Regions from separate parts of the Mus musculus genome. Here all the other regions are linked to region 4. The links are chromatin contacts, called in public promoter capture Hi-C maps. All regions are on one chromosome and are shown on one strand. The core of a region is the stretch at or near the end of the contact, and the rest is flanking DNA. Distances in the headings are between cores, read along the strand shown. Region 1 overlaps Fam120b (family with sequence similarity 120, member B). Region 2 overlaps Qk (quaking). Region 3 has its middle 11 kb from the start of Gm35343. Region 4 overlaps Acat3 (acetyl-Coenzyme A acetyltransferase 3).

The links. Promoter capture Hi-C pulls out the DNA fragments that hold promoters and counts their contacts. Capture Hi-C pulls out chosen DNA fragments and counts their contacts.
Region 1: a contact with region 4 is called in a promoter capture Hi-C map of liver, with 4 times the contacts expected there. The contact joins two enhancer-like sites. A contact is called at or near these places in 6 of 39 promoter capture datasets (the 3T3-L1 cell line, the C10 cell line, hippocampal neurons and 2 more) and 1 of 115 datasets of contacts at active chromatin or transcription factors (large pre-B cells).
Region 2: a promoter capture Hi-C map of liver shows a contact between it and region 4, with 5 times the contacts expected there. The contact joins two enhancer-like sites. A contact is called at or near these places in 1 of 39 promoter capture datasets (liver), 2 of 115 datasets of contacts at active chromatin or transcription factors (embryonic stem cells and large pre-B cells) and 1 of 9 other capture datasets (liver).
Region 3: a promoter capture Hi-C map of liver shows a contact between it and region 4, with 2.3 times the contacts expected there. The contact joins two enhancer-like sites. A contact is called at or near these places in 1 of 39 promoter capture datasets (liver) and 1 of 115 datasets of contacts at active chromatin or transcription factors (large pre-B cells).

What each region holds. Positions count from the first base shown.
Region 1 is chr17:15,430,027-15,434,395 of GRCm38.p6, reverse strand. Fam120b (family with sequence similarity 120, member B) reads right to left here. Exons shown (of 11, transcript NM_024203.3): 10 at 2,768-2,819; 11 at 815-2,629. The coding sequence ends at 2,779. Gm49668 (a long non-coding RNA gene) reads left to right here. Exons shown (of 3, transcript XR_003952352.1): 2 at 2,555-2,656. Among named protein-coding and RNA genes, the nearest start is that of Gm49668, 3.9 kb to the left of the region's middle. Within about 2 kb of position 2,630, at least 71 of the 459 cell types and tissues checked have an H3K27ac peak or open chromatin away from gene starts, as enhancers often do. A contact at or near this core is called in liver, where this site is marked.
Region 2 is chr17:10,207,004-10,211,483 of GRCm38.p6, reverse strand. Qk (quaking) reads left to right here. Exons shown (of 8, transcript NM_001159517.1): 8 at 1,853-4,480. The coding sequence ends at 1,869. Among named protein-coding and RNA genes, the nearest start is that of Gm34972, 63 kb to the right of the region's middle. Within about 2 kb of position 2,348, at least 16 of the 459 cell types and tissues checked have an H3K27ac peak or open chromatin away from gene starts, as enhancers often do. A contact at or near this core is called in liver, where this site is marked.
Region 3 is chr17:15,065,116-15,069,746 of GRCm38.p6, reverse strand. It overlaps a transcript of Ermard not described here. Among named protein-coding and RNA genes, the nearest start is that of Gm35343, 11 kb to the right of the region's middle. Within about 2 kb of position 1,311, at least 53 of the 459 cell types and tissues checked have an H3K27ac peak or open chromatin away from gene starts, as enhancers often do. A contact at or near this core is called in liver, where this site is marked.
Region 4 is chr17:12,927,683-12,932,284 of GRCm38.p6, reverse strand. It overlaps Acat3 (acetyl-Coenzyme A acetyltransferase 3), which reads left to right. Exons shown (of 9, transcript NM_153151.3): 4 at 2,614-2,731; 5 at 3,647-3,790. Among named protein-coding and RNA genes, the nearest start is that of Snora20, 7.1 kb to the right of the region's middle. Within about 2 kb of position 1,429, at least 4 of the 459 cell types and tissues checked have an H3K27ac peak or open chromatin away from gene starts, as enhancers often do. A contact at or near this core is called in liver, where this site is marked.

The sequences.
Region 1 (4,369 bases), core at 1,381-3,880, 2.5 Mb before region 4:
GCTGTTTATGCTATGTTCTTATAGGCAGAACATGTGATTTTAGTAAATTAGCTTTTTTTATTATTTTGTCTGAGGTTTGCTTTGGGGCCTAAATCATAGTTATCCTATGAACTATCCACATGTGTTCAAAAAGAATATAAACCAAGAGACAGTCACTCCTCTGTTTCTATTAGAACACACTTACTTATTAACGTGTTCAAATGAATGTCATTGCTTTTGTTGTAACTGACCTGTTCATTTCTGGAATGAATGTGCTATATTTATCTTGCATTTTACTTGTGTTTTGAAATTGATTCCAGCATAGAATGTAAGTGGCTTTTCTTCTCACCCTCTTTCTAGTTCATATTACAAAACATTGACAGATAATATATCGTTTTCTAAGCAAGAAAAGGCAGTGTGCCTTTTCTTTGTCTTACTCAGAGGCCTGTCACTTTCCTTGTAACAGTCAGTCTATTGCTTGCCGGTTTATTTGCTTTTACAGTTCAGAACTGCTTAGTGGCACCTGCAAATTTCACAGATTTCTTTGCCCAATGCTGGGTCATACAGTCTCTGCGTTCCATGGGATGGAGCTTCAAGCTGAGCACACCCATTTCCTCTTAGAAAGGATATATGGGTCAAATTTTTGATTCCTGAAATTGTGTTGATTTTTTCCCCTACTCTAGGAACACTGATTATAGGATTCTGGACTCAACATTATTTTTCTCTAATGGGATACGCCTGCTGAAAAAGGCTTGACATAAAAGGCAGATATCATGCAGAGGGCTGTCTGGGCCACAGAACAGGACTTTGTCTTAAAGAAAAAAAAAGTGAAGTATGAGTTTAAAAATGTATTTTTATTTTATTGTATATGTGGAAATTCTATCCCAAGACTTGACTGGGAAACAGCGTAAGCAATGCTGTCACTGGGAAAGCTCTAAAGGTGATAAATATTCCATCAACACAGTGGCCTATTTAAACTTGTGACTGACGTACTCATGCATTTTATTGACAAGTGTCAGGATGCAGTTTCCATGACGGAAAACAACTTTCATAGAAATAGACTTTCAACTTAAGAGATCAGAATCTGAATTAAAAGTTACACAAGTAGACAGCAAGGAAACAGGATTTCTAACGGCAGCAGTGTTTGAAGAGGACGGTATTCGAGGGAAGGACCAGAAGAGCCAAACTAGGCAGCAAAGTCATGGCAGCTACAAGCTCTGCAGACACACTATGCTTAAGTCCTGCAGGAGCAGAAGGAAGCTGAACAAATACAACCATGTTCAAATGCAGGCGAGATACCTTTCTGGTAAACACAAGAATCTCAAGGAGAAACGCAAGGCCTCTCTCTGCACAGCATGGTTGAGCCAGTGGTCTGGAAAACTGTCAGCGTAAAGGTGACAAGGTACATTTTTAGAAGCGTTATTAAAATCTTAGACAGGAGCACTGAAAGGATACATCTTCCAGTGACCAAAGTGCTTGCATCTCCTGACGGAACTCAGTGTCCCCAGAGATACGGCAGGGCCATAAGGGCCCTGGACAGGCACAGATACTCTTGGATCCCCAGTGGAGATGGATAAGAACCTCAAAGAGGATCTTACTTTTTAAGCTTAACCCACTATGCTTCTTTTAAAAAAAAAAATTCTTTTTTTTTTTAAACTTATTTATTTCATCTTTATGGGTGTTTTGCCTGTGTGCATGTCTGGGCATCACTGTGTGTCTGCCTCTCACAGAGGCCAGAAGAGGCTTTCGATCCCCTGGAACTGGAGTTTCAGACAGTTAGTTGTGAGCCACCGTGTGGGTGAGGGGAATCTGGAAGAGCAGACCCTGTTCTTAACCGCTGAGCCAGGTTTCCTCCAAGCAGAACCAACTCGCCCACAAGAGAGCAAGAATTTATTTAGTTGCTTTTTTTTTTCTATCCAAATACTTTGTGGATCAAGAAAAAAAAATAGATGAATACTTACTTTTGTTAGATTTTCTAATGAAAAAGTAATTTCTGACAGATTGCATAGCTATTAGATATCATGGTTGGTGGTCTGAATGAGAATGGCCCCATAAGCTAGTATGTTTGAAAGCTTGGTCTCCAGTTGGTGGGAAGGACTAGGAGGAGTGGCCTTACTGGAGGAGGTGTGGCTTTGCTGATGGAGGTGTGTCACTTGGGGGGTGGGCTTTGAAGTTTCAAAACCCTGAGCCATTCCCAGTTGGCTCGTCCTCGCCTGGCTCCTGTCACATACCCCAACATGATGGTCCGAGGCTCTACCACCCTATGGAACTCTAAGACCCAAATCAAATGCTCTCTTCTGTAAGTTGCTTTGTTCACAGTGCCTTTTCACAGTAACAGGAAAATAAGAAGACATCATGAGTTCAAAGACTAATGACTTGAGGAAACATTTTCACAATTTAATAGTAAGAAAATGTTTGGAGTTAGACTCCTGCTAAGGTCAGGAGAGCATTCTCAATGATAGTGTCAAGTGTTCTGGATCATGGAGTCAGGAGCAACCTCTGAAACAAACCAATGGGATATTTTTATAGTTTGTGTAGGAGAAACCTCTGAAAAGCAATTTTCCTTCCTTTAAAGGGTTGCCCCAGTTGCTGTCCTTGTTGCTGAGACCGGAGGGCAGAGTCTGGACATTGATCCTGTTTCCACACTCTTCTGGAAGAAGCAAACATCTTCGATTAGGTTGGTAGATCCCAATCGGGAAGCTGGCCCATGTGACATATTAACCACTTGGCCCTCAGCTTTAAAGACAGAACATCTACTGGTTCACTGAGAGGCTGGGAAGTACTTTACCTGTACAGCATCTAGTATCTTCTCCAGTGGTTACGCTCATGCTGTCTGCCCCCTGTACCAAACAGAGATGAACACCAGAGTAAGAAGAAATGTCTCCACACACCAACTCAAAGAAGCGGCATGGCTCTAAGCACACATAAAGACGAATTGCTGAGCTGTACTGGAAGACAGAACATTTTTCAGTTGTGACCACCTGTCATTAAATTTTGCTCTATAATTATTCCATTAGAGTGGAAGCAATTAATTAGGAGGCATTGCTATTAGTAGAAGGAAACTGTCAAAATTGTTTCTCTTGGTGCCAGTTCTGACCATCTGCAGGACATCTAGATGTTTATTACTGCTAATGACTTTGGAAATGGAAATTCATATGCAGATGGCTCTCAGAGGACTTCCTGCCAAGCACAGAAAAAGCGACGTGTGGCTTTTCCAGGGCTGAGCACACAAGTGCCCCAACCCCACAGTGTAGCTGGCCACTTCCTGCCTCTGACAGACACGGGGGGTTGGGAAGGGGCTTGGAGCAGAACTAGCCTTGAAGGAAACAGAGTTTCCACATCTTAAAAACAACCCTTTTTTGGTTGGGCATGGTGGAACTCAGGACTCTCAGGCAGGTGGATCTCTGTGAGTCCCAGGCAGGATAATGCCACATAGTGAGATCCTGTCTCAACACCACCACCACGCTTTTCTGTAAGTCTTGCTCTGGGCTTTCTTTGGTACCTGGAAGTGATGGCTTTAGCATGCACTGCCTAATGACCCCTAAAGTGTGAGGGTGACAACCCAAACAGGTGTCCAGATGAACACAACCTTCAGCACCCCTGCCATCGAAGCTCTCACCCCTGTGGTTTCCTAGTGTGCAGGCCCCTCTCAGTCACCCTGAGAAGAGGGAGAGTGAAGAGTCTCATGAAGTTTACAGCTCTTAGTGGAATGTAACACATTTCTCCTCACCAGCTGGGCTGAATGATAGCCAGGGGCAGGCCAAAGCTTCAACTCAGGCGCCATTTGTTCACAGGGTGACTGAATCGGCCCTAGACTTTGATGTTGGCTACCTGTGGGGTGTACCCCACCCCATCTGCCAGGCCATAGTCCCTGCAGTGACCCTGACGGCTCACATTCACGAAGTTATGTTATTATTGCATGTTGTGAACGTGTGGCGACTATGCCCATGATGAACACTGCCAATTTGAACATAAGCATTTTGAGCCTTTTCTAACATGAAGAGTTTTGTCTATTTTTTTTTCTAATCTTGAAATAGTAACACCTTTCTACTTTATATGTTGTAGAGATGAAAAGTATTAAAGTTAGGAAAACCCCACTAGGAAAATGTGCTGGCCCAAAACACAAGCCCAGTCATGTCACCAAAAAAGTAGATTGCTTCATCTTTAAAACAACAACAAAAAGCTCCAATTAAGGACCAACTGTACAAAAGAGCACATAAGCAAACTGTGACACAGCAGTAGCAGCAGGTGGCCTGTGGACTTTCTTCCACACGGGCAAGGTGCCAAGGAAGCTCTGTCCTTGCACACACACTGCCCCTAGCTGCTTCTAGACTCACCTCTAGCCATTGAGTCTGACATCAATCCAGCACAAGGCCACTCAAACTGGCCT
Region 2 (4,480 bases), core at 1,099-3,598, 2.7 Mb after region 4:
AGGACATATAACCATGTAACTGTCTGTATGTAAGCACTTAGAGTATCTAGTTGCTTACTAAAAACAAACCCACTTCCATAGTTATTTCACAATTGGTTTGAAACTTAAAGACCAACTGACTTTATAGTTGTAACGAACTATACGTGATTTTGCACAGTTAACATTACCTGTGTGTACTGTAGGAGTCCAGGACATGGCAGAGGATGTATTTTAGATGTACTGGATATGATAATGTACTTTGTTAAGTAATCCACACTCAAATATAATCAGAAATTATCTAAGTAATGATTTGACCAAAACATTACTTACACAAATTTAAGACTATGGGACAACCGTTTTTGTTTTAAATAAAAGTCTGCTTCCTTTTAAGAAATTCAGGGAAGATTTGATTATATTGAAGATACAATATTTTTGTAGTATTTATAAACTGTCCTAATTGATAGACTATAGAAACCATTTTTGTCATACAAAGGTAAATAGGTCTATTATATAGAACATTTAAACCCTGTGAACATGACACCTACTAGGTTTGATTTATGAAGTGGCATAGACTCTAACCTTGCACTGAGCATCTTTTCATTCACATCTCTCCTGCCTTTGTCTCAATGGCAACAGTACAGAAAATTCTGTCAAACCTCAGAATATAGTAGAAATAATTAAGCTGTTGAATGAGTCTTAAAAATTATACTACTGTTAAGTGGACCAAGTTTGATGAAGTAGAATGTGAGAGGTTGATTAAAGAAGGAGCTACTCAAGGACTTTGGAGTGATAACTTTTCCACTTGAGAACTACTTTATGTTTTACTGTAATTTTTTAAATTTTTTTTTGTTCTTTTTTGTTACTTTGCAAAAGAAAATAGTATTTACAGGTGGCTTCTTTTAAAATATAAAAATATAAAGCAGGAATGTATATGAAATGTCAGATTTTATTGTATTTGCAGAGTATTAGCTTTGAAATTGAATAAAGAAAGCTGTTTGTAGTTTTAAAAATGCCTTCTTGGTATCAGTTAGAAATTTCTTCTATTTTTTATGTACTTAGAGTTCTTTGAGGTATAGAGTTTTAAATGGCAGGATTTTACAGTGTTTACATGCAAGTGCATTTTATAAGTGTTCTATATGTGTAAATTAGTATTTTCAACTGGAAAATGTTGGCTGGTGCAAAAGGCCTGGCCTTTTTTCTGGTTCCCATGATGTTGCCTACACTGCTAGACTACAGTATTGCTTTGTATCATGAGGCCAAGAAATTCCATGTTGTTTGTAAATAGAATAATTGAAAAAGCAATAAACATTTATTGAACAAAAGAAACTTTGTTTGGCCCAGAGTTTATGTTGAACCAAATTGTTCATAGCAATTTAAATTTCTTTAGATCCATTTCTGTTAATCATCAGTTATTAATAATCACATCCATCATTAATAGTTGCTTTATTGCTTGCATCTGAGAGAATACTAATGCTTAATAGCAGTCAGATACTTATAACTGCACTGACTGTTCAGAATTCTTTATACCAAACCTGTTCATCATTGTTTCCAATTTCCTTCATTGACTGCTACTAACTATTAGTTGTTAGCTGTATTTTATTTCTATTTTTTTCTTTTAACAAGTCGGGTTTTTCAAATTATTTTTTGTGGGAGTGGGCTCTTCTTCATTTGTTCAAATCATGATATGAAATTGTCATGATTTTTATTGTATTCTGTAGATGGTGTCAATCAGTTTGTCAGAATTCAACATGCCTTTTTTTTATTAGTTGTGATTAGTTTTCATGTTGTCATTAAGCTGTCACTAGCTGAAACTAATCTCTTCTCTATCTTTTCTTTTCTTTTTTTGTTTTGTTTTTTGTTTCTAACCACCCAGCCGCCACCGGCAACTAACCTATGACCTTCTGACCTCTGAACTCTTCACCCAATGATGACCTGACCATGCCTGCCTGCTGATCAGTTAACTGGTAATCGCCTTTGCTTGCCTGTCGTCAGTGCAGCGAGCTGAGGCACTTGTCCGTTCGTCTTACCATCTAACCAAACAAAAGACAAAGAAATTGTCCTCCAACTCAGCTTTTCCCCCCCTGTTTGGGTGAAAGTGGTTCTAGAACCTGCACTGAATAGTAGTAAAGCAATAAGGCCCGATTCATCCCACAGCACTGATCATCTCTCAATGCCCCACCCCAAGCGAACGGTAAGAAGGCCTCTCTTAAGAAGGGGAGACAGATGGCCCTAACTACTCAGTGACAGAGGCAGTTACTGTGAGAGACTTGTAGGAATTTTTTTCTTCTCCTAGCGAAGTCAAAGCTCTCTCTGAATGTACTGTGTGACAATGCATCATGCATGAACCTTCGGTCAGGGATGTCGTTGGGGAAGTGACTTCAAAAGTATTCAAAATTTGACATGCTGTTTGTTTAGTCACTACAGTGCCCTCAAAGGGCAGACATTGCAGCCTTTTTATATTGCCTGCCAAAATTTGAAGTATTAGAACAAAGTGTGCCATGAGAGAAAAACTTAACAAGGAGTTTTGAAAAGAAATGCAAAGAACAAAACTACAACACTATTTTTTAAAAAGTTGAGTATCTGAGTTAAAATTTCCAAATCTTTATTTTACACCACCTTAAAAATTATATGAGAACAAGGTACATGCATTATGTGTCACATTACTGGGCAAACTGTTCAAATATTTTTTTTAAACCTCCCTGTATAGAAAATATCATTAAGGATGTAAAAGCCATGCTTGCCTATTTGCTGTATACATGTAATGAAATTGTAGATAAAGTGTAGTGCATTGAAACAAATGAACAAAAAAGTAGATACTTTTACTATACAAGGGTGCTGGTGCAGAAAAAAATATATATATTTTTGGAAATGTAGCATTTTATACTTTCAAGTGTTATAAAAAAAAAGAAAAAGAACAAAGAAACCCTTTATTTCATTAAATGATTTTTTCTGGTGGTTGTCAAGAAACAAAAGACCAAAAGAGCCTTTTTGTCTTTCTTTTTTATTTTTTAAGTATTGGAATAAGTCTAATGAAAAAGAAAGTGCCTTATTTTTCTTCATGGTCATTTAGTCAAGTGTCCTGTAAGATCAGCTCCTCCCTCAGAATAAAGTTACTGCATGTTCCTCAGTCGCCCAGTATGTGAAAGGAGATATGAGAGGAGACAAATGAGTTGATGGTCTAAATTATAAGATTTGTGTCACATTATCTTGATGCCAGTTTGCCAAATCTGATACTGTGAAAAAATTTGATAGCTTTTCTAATGTCTGACTAGTAAATTTTAAAATGTCATTCTTTTACAAATCATAATTAGTACTTTTGGTTATTACCGTCTTCAGTGTTAGCCCAAAGATTCTGAGGTTTAGAAAAAAATTATGTAAGATCTGAACATCAGTTTGCAGACAAAATTAAATTAGAGCTTTATTTTATTTGGAGAAGAGGGATACAATGGAATTTTTCCTTACCAATTAGAAATAATTGTAATGCCTAAAAAACTTTTTCACAAAAATGAATCTTTGAAATTTTTTATTGTTGAAAAAGTGTTAAGTAACATAAATCTAATCAGATATCTTATGTAGTCCATCTCTGCTGGCTTTAGTAACTGCTCCTAAACTTTTTAACTCTAAAGGAGCGTGGAAAGCCCGCATCACAGTGTTCAGTGACTGCTCTGCTCCATTCTTTCTCCTCTCCAGTTTCTCTCTTGAAAGTCAAACAGTTTTGTAGTTGAAGCAGTCCGTGTGCAAAGCCTGCATCTAAACACTTGCGTTAATAAGTCATTAACCGCTCAGTACCAGATGTGGCAAATCTCAAGTGATTGTGGACTCCTGGCTCATCAACTCATGCCCTCTTCCATACCCTCATGGCTTCACAGTCAAGGTCAGCAGGAAGCTCATTGGTCACCTTCATGGTGACCTCTCCATTATTCTGTCTCACTTGGAACCATTTTCAGTTTATTTACTATGCAATAGACAGTCCTTGTTTTGTACTCAGCTAGCTTTGATTTAATGTACCACTGCTTTGTCTTTCTGTTACACATATGGTTTTGATTTATTTACAATATATGCTGTGCCATTTTGATTTTTATTTTGGTTGGTTGGTTGAATAAATATGCGACACTCAGAACACTTGAGGTGATAGTTTTAAAAAAAACAAACAAACAGTACCAGTATTTGATCCAGTCTCATCTCAGCTGTGTTATACCTGGACAATTTAGATGTTTATCAAAGGTCTTTTATGGGGAAGAAAGCAAATGTGTAAAACAGTAGACGTGTGACGTTTATGAGTAATGCTGGCTCTGAACAAACTTTTGAAAACTTAGTTGACAGTGTTTTGAGTCAACTGAAAAAAAGCATGACTTTTGGAATCTCTGAATGCCTTGGTTCTCAGTATTATCACTCTATTGAATTTTTTTTTCTTATTAAAGTATGTAGTTTAAAAGTAAGACTTTTTTCCTGACAGTATTATGTAATTTTTAGCGTGGGTAGATGGGAGTGTCGCTTGTAT
Region 3 (4,631 bases), core at 62-2,561, 2.1 Mb before region 4:
TTCTGTCAAACTTGCAGCCTCATTAACAAATATTATTTTCCGGGAAGACAAACTCAACTCTCTTTGACTTTATGGCCCACTCATTGAGGTGCTATGAACAATAACTTCAATTTCATATAGCATTTACAGGAGTGACCTTCAAACACTATGGAGTGATTTTCCCTACCAAACGACTTTCCATTTCCTCCTTACTGTCTCTACTTTGCGACTCATGATGATGAAAGCCACTTCCTAAGCAATTGCTACGATCCCTGATTTGAGCTGCTTCCTGCAGCAGCTCCTCAGCTGGCTTCCTTACCAACAGTCCCCAGGACACCAGGAAGTCAGGAGCTTCCGGATGCTGCCTTTGCTTGGTGTACTCAGGCATCATTCCATGGTTTGCAGGGTGTCAGGCATGTGGAAATACTGTGGCTGAGATCAGCCTGCTTGCTCTGGAAGCCAGCCTAGTCAGGGCAGGTGGAATCTGCAGCTTTTTGCAGGATGGCAAAGCAGATATCTTTGCCCTACTGTCAGTCTCTGTTGCATCCTCCCCCTGGAAGAGCTGTTTCAACTCAGACATTTGCAACCTGCCCACAGTTTTCCTGGAACCAGCAAGGAGCCAGACAGGAAAAGATGAGTGTGGAGGAATCAAACTTGGATTATGGAAACTTGCAATAATGCCGAGTGGAAGACTGGGTTTCTGTGCTGACCTGGTGACCTAATAGTGTCCCTTGATGTGACCTGTGTCCTTATGTTGACACAGCCCCAGTGTGTAGGTTACACCCTGTTGGACCACAGCCTGATACCCTTACTTGTCCCCCTGTCCTTCACTTCTCTGGTGACTGGGAGATCAATTTTGGTAACACGTCTAGGTAACATGCAATGGGGGGGGGGGGGTTGGGGTGGTGGTGGTGACATGAGTGGATCACAGAGGTAGCTCACAGGTAACTCTGCTCCTGTCATTCCAGTCACAATGGCACTTGCCTGGGTCCCTCCTGTGGCCTCTGTGACTTAGTTTATCATCCTACAGCTTTACTCAGAGGCCAGATTTCACACACACCCCTTTAGGCTTGAAGCACCCTGGCTTTGGAAGCCTAGCAGCCTTTCAGGGCCCCATTTAGTAGCCCTGCACCTTGCCTGATCCCTATCAGCTCTTGCCTTGTCCCTTGGCCACCCATCCCGGCTGGGCCCTCATGGTCTCACTGTGGTCTCCTGAATGGAGTTAAGTCCTGGGAATTGCTGGAACCAAGCACCGTCCCCCACCCTTCTTACACTGGCATCTTGAGCACAGACATCAACCTCTCAAATGGACTTTCAGAGTCTGGCTGAACTTTGACCTTGTGTGAGCTAGATTGTGACTCATCTGAGGTCAGTTTGCTCAGCCAGCAGCTGACTGTGGTAACTTGAGTCAAGTGGATATGGAAATGGTTCCTTCCTCTACATCCTTAAGGGACCAGAGCATATTATCCCGTAGGTTCCAAAACGGAGAAGGGGAAGCAGTGGAAAAAGAGATAAAAGCACAGACGCCGTAACTGCAGACTCAGCAAGTCTGGCCTGCACAGTTCTGGCATTGGAGCACGGCCCTGGGCCTGTGGGTAGCCATGAACGCTGTTCTTCCTGGCAGCTCTTAAAGGGGTCCTTTGCCAAAAATAAAAAACTCATGAAGTTGGGTGTGATGGCACAGGACTGGGGTAGACTGGCTGATTCAGGGTGACACATAGAATATCACAAGCATGATAAGAACAGATTCCTGAATGGTTTTGAAATCTCAGGTCCTGGGTCTTAGAGATACTTCACTTGGAAAAACACAAGGATATTCAGGCACAGGACTTGAAAGCACTGGGGACTTCAGGCACGGGACTTAGCACAGCAGAGCTTAAAGGGGGTGGAGGGATGTGAGGTGTTGCACCGGATATTTAGCACCATCTGGACATGACCAGAACTTAAGGGAAGCAATATTCCCACCATTTGTCAGCCTGTGAGTATCACACCTCGTGGAGGACCCCTAAGGTGTGGCTTCACACCTCCTGTTCCCACCACTGACTAACACAGCTCACGGCAGCTGAAGATCAATATATAAACACAATGCAATGTTTCCATTGATTTAGCAGACCCCTCAGCCACTAACTTAGGTCCAAACCTCATCCAGGACATGGACAAGATGGGTCCAACTAAAGAAGAAAACAAAACTATTAGCTTTTCTACCATTTAAGGTAATACAGGAAAAATAAGCAAGCAAGCAAATAACAAAAACAGAGCCAAAAGTGTGAACTGCCCAGGTCCAGATGGATAGTCAGGATTTTGACTCCAACAAGACTGGCAACTAACATAGAGGCTCCTGAGGATGGGTTAGCATGGGACCATGGAAAATAATGTCTTAAGTGGGAAGTGAGGAGCCACAGCTTGTGGGAAAAGGCTTATATCTAAATAAATTCAATACTATGAGAATTTTACATGCTGAGACATGAGGGAGGTCCTAAGCTTGTTAATTAAGAGTGAAACAGAGAGATTGGAGGCCCCTGTGCCCACTATCCCTGCATCACCTGCAGCCCCTACCCTCTGCTCTGACTGGGATTTCCTGGACCTCATAACCTAAGGACTGGCCTTAGCATCACAGCCCTCCACTCCCAGTCTGTGGACTGTAGTGCTTTCTTGCTGATCTTGCATTTTGCTGGGCTATTTCTGTCTCCCTGCCAAGCTGCTGGAAAGGTTTTGAGATTACAGATTGCATTTCTGGGACTCAGAGGAACTGTCAGTGAGAGTGACCACTAAGCAGCTGAGGACCAGCCATCCCTGCCTCCTTCACAGGGGAGTGAGTTCCAGGTTTTCTCAACTAAGTTTTCTACCGTCCTCCTAAATGGAATTAATAACATTGTCTTGGGGGGTATTCAAAGTCCTGAGCAAAAGGCTTTGAAACTATGTAAGCTTTCTGTAAAGGTAGCATTTAATATTTATAATGGCAAGTCTATGCTTATAAGGATCCCCAAACTCTAATCATTGGCTGGCACAGGACTTCACTTTATGGGTAGCTTTTTTGAACTGAGCATATTTCATTTTCAATTAATTAATTATGTGTCAAGGGGACATCCTGTATCCATCCATTTGGAGAACTTCTGATGCAATCAAAGACTTATCTTAATTGGCCCCAGTCAATTCACATGGACACTCTACAATTCAGACACAGCCCATAGGAAAACTGGTTCCAGGCCCTCTAAAGCCCAAACTCTGGCGGTACCACAGTGATTTAGTTTCATTAAAATGTTTTAGTAGGGCTATAAAACAAACCACAGACACTCCCTTTTATCCGATGTAAGGAATTTTCTTTGTTAGTCCCTAAAAGCCAATCCCACACGGGCGGGCGCCATGCTTTGGCAGCAGTGTTGGCAGACTGGCTGTGGTGTCAAGGTGTGAATTCAGCCTGCAGCTGGGGAGAGTGGGTGGTTAGAAGCCAGTCTCCACTGCAAGCCTGCGCCCCTCCTTCTCTGCAAAGCTCAGTCCAGTCCCTTTAGACAAAGGGTTCCCCTCCCCCATCAGCAGTATGGTGATTGGTGGTTGGTTAATGGTGACCTTGGTCCCTCCCTCATTCTCCTGTCACCACCACTGGCCACGATGATGTCTTCCCCCAAGAGATTAATTCACACAATACAACCCCAATCTTCCCTCATGAAGATGGACAAGATTTTTAGACTGTGATTGTTCATGCCTTTCATCAATACAGAATTAAATGAACGGAAGGCCGAGCCTTCAGGTGAACGCAATGCTCCACAGCCCCAGTGGCCAGGCGCCAGTGGTCACTTCCCACTCTTGTCACCTTGGACCTACCTCTCTGTGGCCAGATGAAAAAGGAAAGAATTCCTTTTCCTGGAGTCACAGGAGTTGGCAGGAGACGTCTTCCCACACAGCTGGCAGATTACTTAATGAAGAGCGCCACCCTGTGTCTGACTAGAGAAAACACAATCAGGAAAGGACCTAGGAAGTTCTCTAAGGGAATCCAGCATCAATGTGTTCCAGGGTGACTTCCCCTTATCACGGGGTTCACCCCTCAAGGAGCTAAGCTAGACAGAGGCCCCGTTAGCAGCACAGCCCACAGTGAGACTGCAAGCTTCCACTGACGATCCTGTTGGGATACATAGCTTTGGCAAACTCCAGGTCGGTTGACAAGAGTGCTACCTGTGCCAGGTTCGGATCCATAGGTTAAAGAAACGAAAGCTACTCTCAGCTGGGGCTTCAGGTGAGGACTTGAGGGAGACCACTGTTTTCCCAATGGTTAATTCATGTAAGGCTGTGAACGGCTGGAATGTTAGTCACATACAGTGAAGACACGCACATAGCAACACACGCATCACACAGCCCAGTGTGACAGAGAGAATCCAAATCATCTATGAGGAAGAAAAGAAGAAGAGCCAGCATTGGTTGATACAGTAGGCACAGAGCAGAGCATCTGCTGCATCACTTTTTTTTTTCCTTCCTGTCAGTCAGATGAGGTATGCAGTGGCGATGTCAGCCTCAACACTGCACAGATGAAGACAAGCCCTCAAGGTTATAGAGCTCGCCCACAAGCCTGGTAAAATATGGAACCAGTATCTTCCTCTGCGCGTGCTCACTTCTCCAGCATTGGGTCTGCAATGCCAACCTTCCGGCTGACCTCTGCA
Region 4 (4,602 bases), core at 180-2,679:
TTTTTGTTTGTTTGTTTGTTTTTGTTTTTTGAGACAGGGTTTCTCTGTATAGCCCTGGCTGTCCTGGAACTCACTCTGTAGACCAGGCTGGCCTCGAACTCAGAAATCTGCCTGCCTCTGCCTCCCGAGTGCTGGGATTAAAGGCGTGCGCCACCAAGCCCGGCTCTATAATGGTTTTAAAGGAGCCAAAACTTTCACTGCAAGCCTCCTCAGGACAGATTTCCACTACCTCAGATCCCAGACTGGAGGGAGACAGGAATCAGGCTGAGTCAGTTTGGACTTGTTTTCCCACTGTGAAGAAGAGTCAAGTCACACATTGCCAGTTTTCCTTCTTGTCATGGTTCTTGGTCAGGACAGACCCCAGGGGTCAGACTTCTGATCTCTTAGGGGGTAGGTAGAACACGTAAAAGACACCTGTGGTGAAGCATGCAGGCCCAACTGTTCAGGAGCTGAGGCTGAGAAGCACGTGAGCCCTGATGCTCAAGACCAGCCTGGGTCACATACAAGTCCTTGTCTCAGAAACTGAAAGCCTCCTCCCGGCCCCCCTGTCTTGCTGGCACTGCAGCGGAACAGCATCTTCCTCCTATGCTGGAGGGCTGACCTTGGAATCCACTGGTCAGAAACCTAGTGAGCTCAACTTCTGCAGAGCTCAGGAGGAGGCAGGCTGGAGGTCACAAAGTGAGCGGAGTCCCTCTGGTTAGATGTACATACCAGTACCCAGGGCTGTTGTGCGTGGTCACCAGATCCAATATGGAGTCAGTGCTGTTATTCCCAATTTCCTGTGGGAATAACAGAGCCACAACTTAAATGTTCGTTTTTGTTTCTTTGCTTCTTAAAAATAATTTATATACAAAATTATGAGTTTAATTGTATCATTTCATTTTTTTTTCTTTTTAAGTGTGTGTGTGTATGTGTACATACCTACAGGTATCCCTTGGAGACCAGAGGCCTCAAGTTCCCGGTGTTAGCTAGCTGACCTGGGTGCTGGGAAACGATCTAAGGTCCTCTGGAAGAGCTGTAGAAGCTTCTAACCTGCAGAGCCATCTATCTCTCCAGCCCCCAATTATCATTTTATTCATAGTATACCCATTTATAGTACTATAATTAATTCACCTGTCTTGACTCCTTGTCCATTCATCTTTCCATTGTATCCTGGCTGCCTTTGAATTGCTGAATGTTAAAATCTCTTCTACTCAGAAACCCTCCTCTCAGTGCATTTTACAGCCTGAATATTCTCCGCGTGGGCATTTTGTCTCCTACCAAAACAGATGCTAAATGTGCTGGAGCGACAGGACTGTTGGGGATTGGTTCTACTGCTTTGAATTAATCCGGCCCCTAAAATCAGGAATCTTTGTGTTCAAATGCTGAAGGTCCTTGTCCCCAGTTGGTTTTTGATCAATCAATAAAGACCTAATGGCTGGTCAGATAAACAAAGGCAGGACTTTTGAAATTTGCCTGGGCTAGGAACCGGGAGAGAGGAAAGACGACAGATCAGATTTAGAGCTGCAGAAGGAAATTCATCCAAAATGTATGTGGAAGGGATAGTGGCCTGCCCTATGGGAGGGGCTGCCCAGCAGCAGGTAAGAGGGCAGCAAAGATAAAACATAGATTTAGAAGGTGTTGAGCCAGGAGTACCAGAGGAAAATGTGTGCTAGCTGTGTGGACAATTAGAACTGCTCAGCCTGGGGGCTGGAGAGATGGCTCAGTGGTTAAGAGCGCCGACTGCTCTTCCAAAGGTCCTGAGTTCAAATCCCAGCAACCACATGATGGCTCGAAACCATCCGTAACAAAAAAATCTGATGCCCTCTTCTGGAGTGTCTGAAAACAGCTACAGTGTGCTTACATATAATAAATAAATTAATTAAAAAAAAAGAATAAATAAATTAATTAATTAAAAAAAAAGAACTACTCAGCCTTTGAATTAGTCAGGCATATTAAAATTAACTGGTGTGTGTGTGTGTGTGTGTGTGTGTGTGTGTGTGTGTGTGTGTGTGTATGTGTCTTTTATTAGGAAATCCATATAGCTCCTGGGCGAGTTCATTAGTTCCACCCATGTGGATCTCAGAGAGAGCTAACTACTGTAACACAAGTCAGTGGTGAAGAGCCTGTGCCATTCTTGCAGAGGACCCAAGTTCAGGTCCTAACATCCATGTCCTGTGCCTCCCAACTGCCAGCTCTAAGGCATCCAATACCCTCTAGTCTCTTTAGCACACACTCCCATGGAACATGTAAACTCATCCAGCCCCCCCACCCCCAACATCTTTTTGAAAGTAGAACAGGAGTTGCTAGGTTTCTATGCCATCCTGTTAGGTAATACTTGTCTATCTATAAGGATATAATAGAATCATAAGAATTAAGGCACAGAATGGACAGGTTTGATCAAGAAACAAAAATGGGCAGGTGATAGAGGAATAGATGGCTAAGAGAAGGCAGGTGGGATTGTCTGCTAACACCAAGATGTTTCAGGTCCTGATCTGGAGAGCAGGGGATGGGGAGAAGGCCTGATGGGTAATGAAGAAGGAGGAAGTACAAGGCAGAGCCTCCTGACTCTGAGTGGGACCCTGAGAGACAAGTGACACCCCTCCTAAATCTGTTCTTCCTCCCTGTGTCCAGGCTCCTCACTTGACTCACCTGAGAACAGGAGTCAGGGTGGGTGAGGTGCCACTGGCTGACAGCATACTCTGTGATGGTCTGACAGATGCCTTTCACAACTACCACATGGGCATCACAGGTAAGGCCGATAGGTCTCTAAAGCGCTGGGCTCTAAGGTCTGTGCCACCGTGTCTGGTAAGTAAAGGTATTTTCTTATGACATAATTCCCATGATTTGCTGATTAGTTTTAAATGGAAAGATGGAAACTTTTCAATATAGAGCCCTGAGCTGGTATGGTGATAGATACCCATATCCTAGAATAAGAGTGACAGAGGCACATGTGAGTGAGCTCTGGCTAGCCTGGTATACATAGCAAGTTTCCAGCTAGCAATAACCTCGTAAAACACCACCACCGTACAAACCTGGCACATACAACTTATGTAAGAAAGCCAGCACTGCCTGAGAAGAGCAGATAATTCTCTACTCTGCCAGTGTATTCATGTCTTTACTGTCCGCGGTTATGAGGAAACAGGAGCAATGTAACAGAGCAGGCAGCCCTTGCTCTTCCAAAACATCACACTTAGAGATTCAAAGTGAAGTGCAACAGCCACGCAAGCTCTGGGTCCTCAACCATGGGACCAATTACTGTTTTGTTTAGTTTCTTTGAGACAAGGTTTCTCTGTGTAGGCCTGGCTGTCATGGAACTCATTCTGTTGACTGGGCTGGCCTTGGACTCAAGAGATCCACCTGCCTCTGCTTCCCAAATCTTGGAATGAAAGTGCATGTACCCTGCTTCTGGCTTTTGTTTTGTTTTGTTTTGTTTTTCGAGACAGGGTTTCTCTGTATAGTCCTGGCTGTCCTGGAACTCACTCTGTAGACCAGGCTGGCCTCGAACTCAGAAATCCACCTGCCTCTGCCTCCCAAGTGCTGGGATTAAAGGCGTGTGCCACCACTGCCCAGCTGTATACAAGTTAATTCTTGTTTAAATGTGAGTAACCCGAGCTACCAAAGCCCAGCTCATGAATTTGCTGTTTTTGCCTTTTCTTCTTCTCAGCTGAAAACGTAGCCAAAAAATGGCAAGTGAGCAGAGAGGCCCAGGACAAGGTTGCAGTTCTGTCACAGAACAGGGCAGAGCATGCTCAGAAAGCTGGCCACTTTGACAAGGAGATTGTGCCAGTGCTGGTGTCTTCCAGAAAAGGTGAGCGTGGAGGCCACAGTTAGGATGAGGCCGTGTGTAGGCACGGATGACTCCTGTGAGGATGATAGGGAGGCTTGGTGGATTTTGGTCTTTACCGCTTGTAAAGGTGTAGGCATTATACATCTGAATGGGGGAGGGCAGGTTGGGATGTGTTGCGTTCTGAGACGTGGTCTTGCTGTGTAGCTGGGATGGCCTAGTGCTCACTGTGGACCAGGCTGGGCTCCAACTGCTGGGTGATCCTCCTGCTTCTTCCTGATGAGTGCTGGGATTACAGGTTGTAGCAACATCCTTGTCTGGAAAATACTGCCACCACAGCAGGATACGGTCACATGGGAAACTGTCATCTTCAAGTGTCCACAGCTGCAGTGTGTATCCCATGGGTTTCATGAGAAATGGAGCATCAGTTTGTGGTTGTCAGAAGAAAACAGCTTTCCAAACCTTTCAGGAATGGCATCTGATCACCTAGTTGATCTTGCATGTCTCTTAAATTCACATTCTAAAGGGGACACTTTTAGGATATCTGTCTGTCTATCTCTGTGTGTATATGCACACATGTGTGTGAATACCCTTGGAGGCCGTCTAAAGGCCTTGGACCCTAGGAGCTGGAGTTACAGGTGTTTATGAGCTGCTGAAGAAATGCTAACCAGTCTCTAGAGTTCCTTAAGGACACACTCACCATGATCTGAAGCAGAATCTGACATTGGTTCCCAGCTCAGACAAGGTGAATTGCTCCACTTCTGACCCACTCAGTTGTACCTAGATGAATGAATGCACTGACCCAAACCTGTGTCCATACAATACAAAGAGCTGCT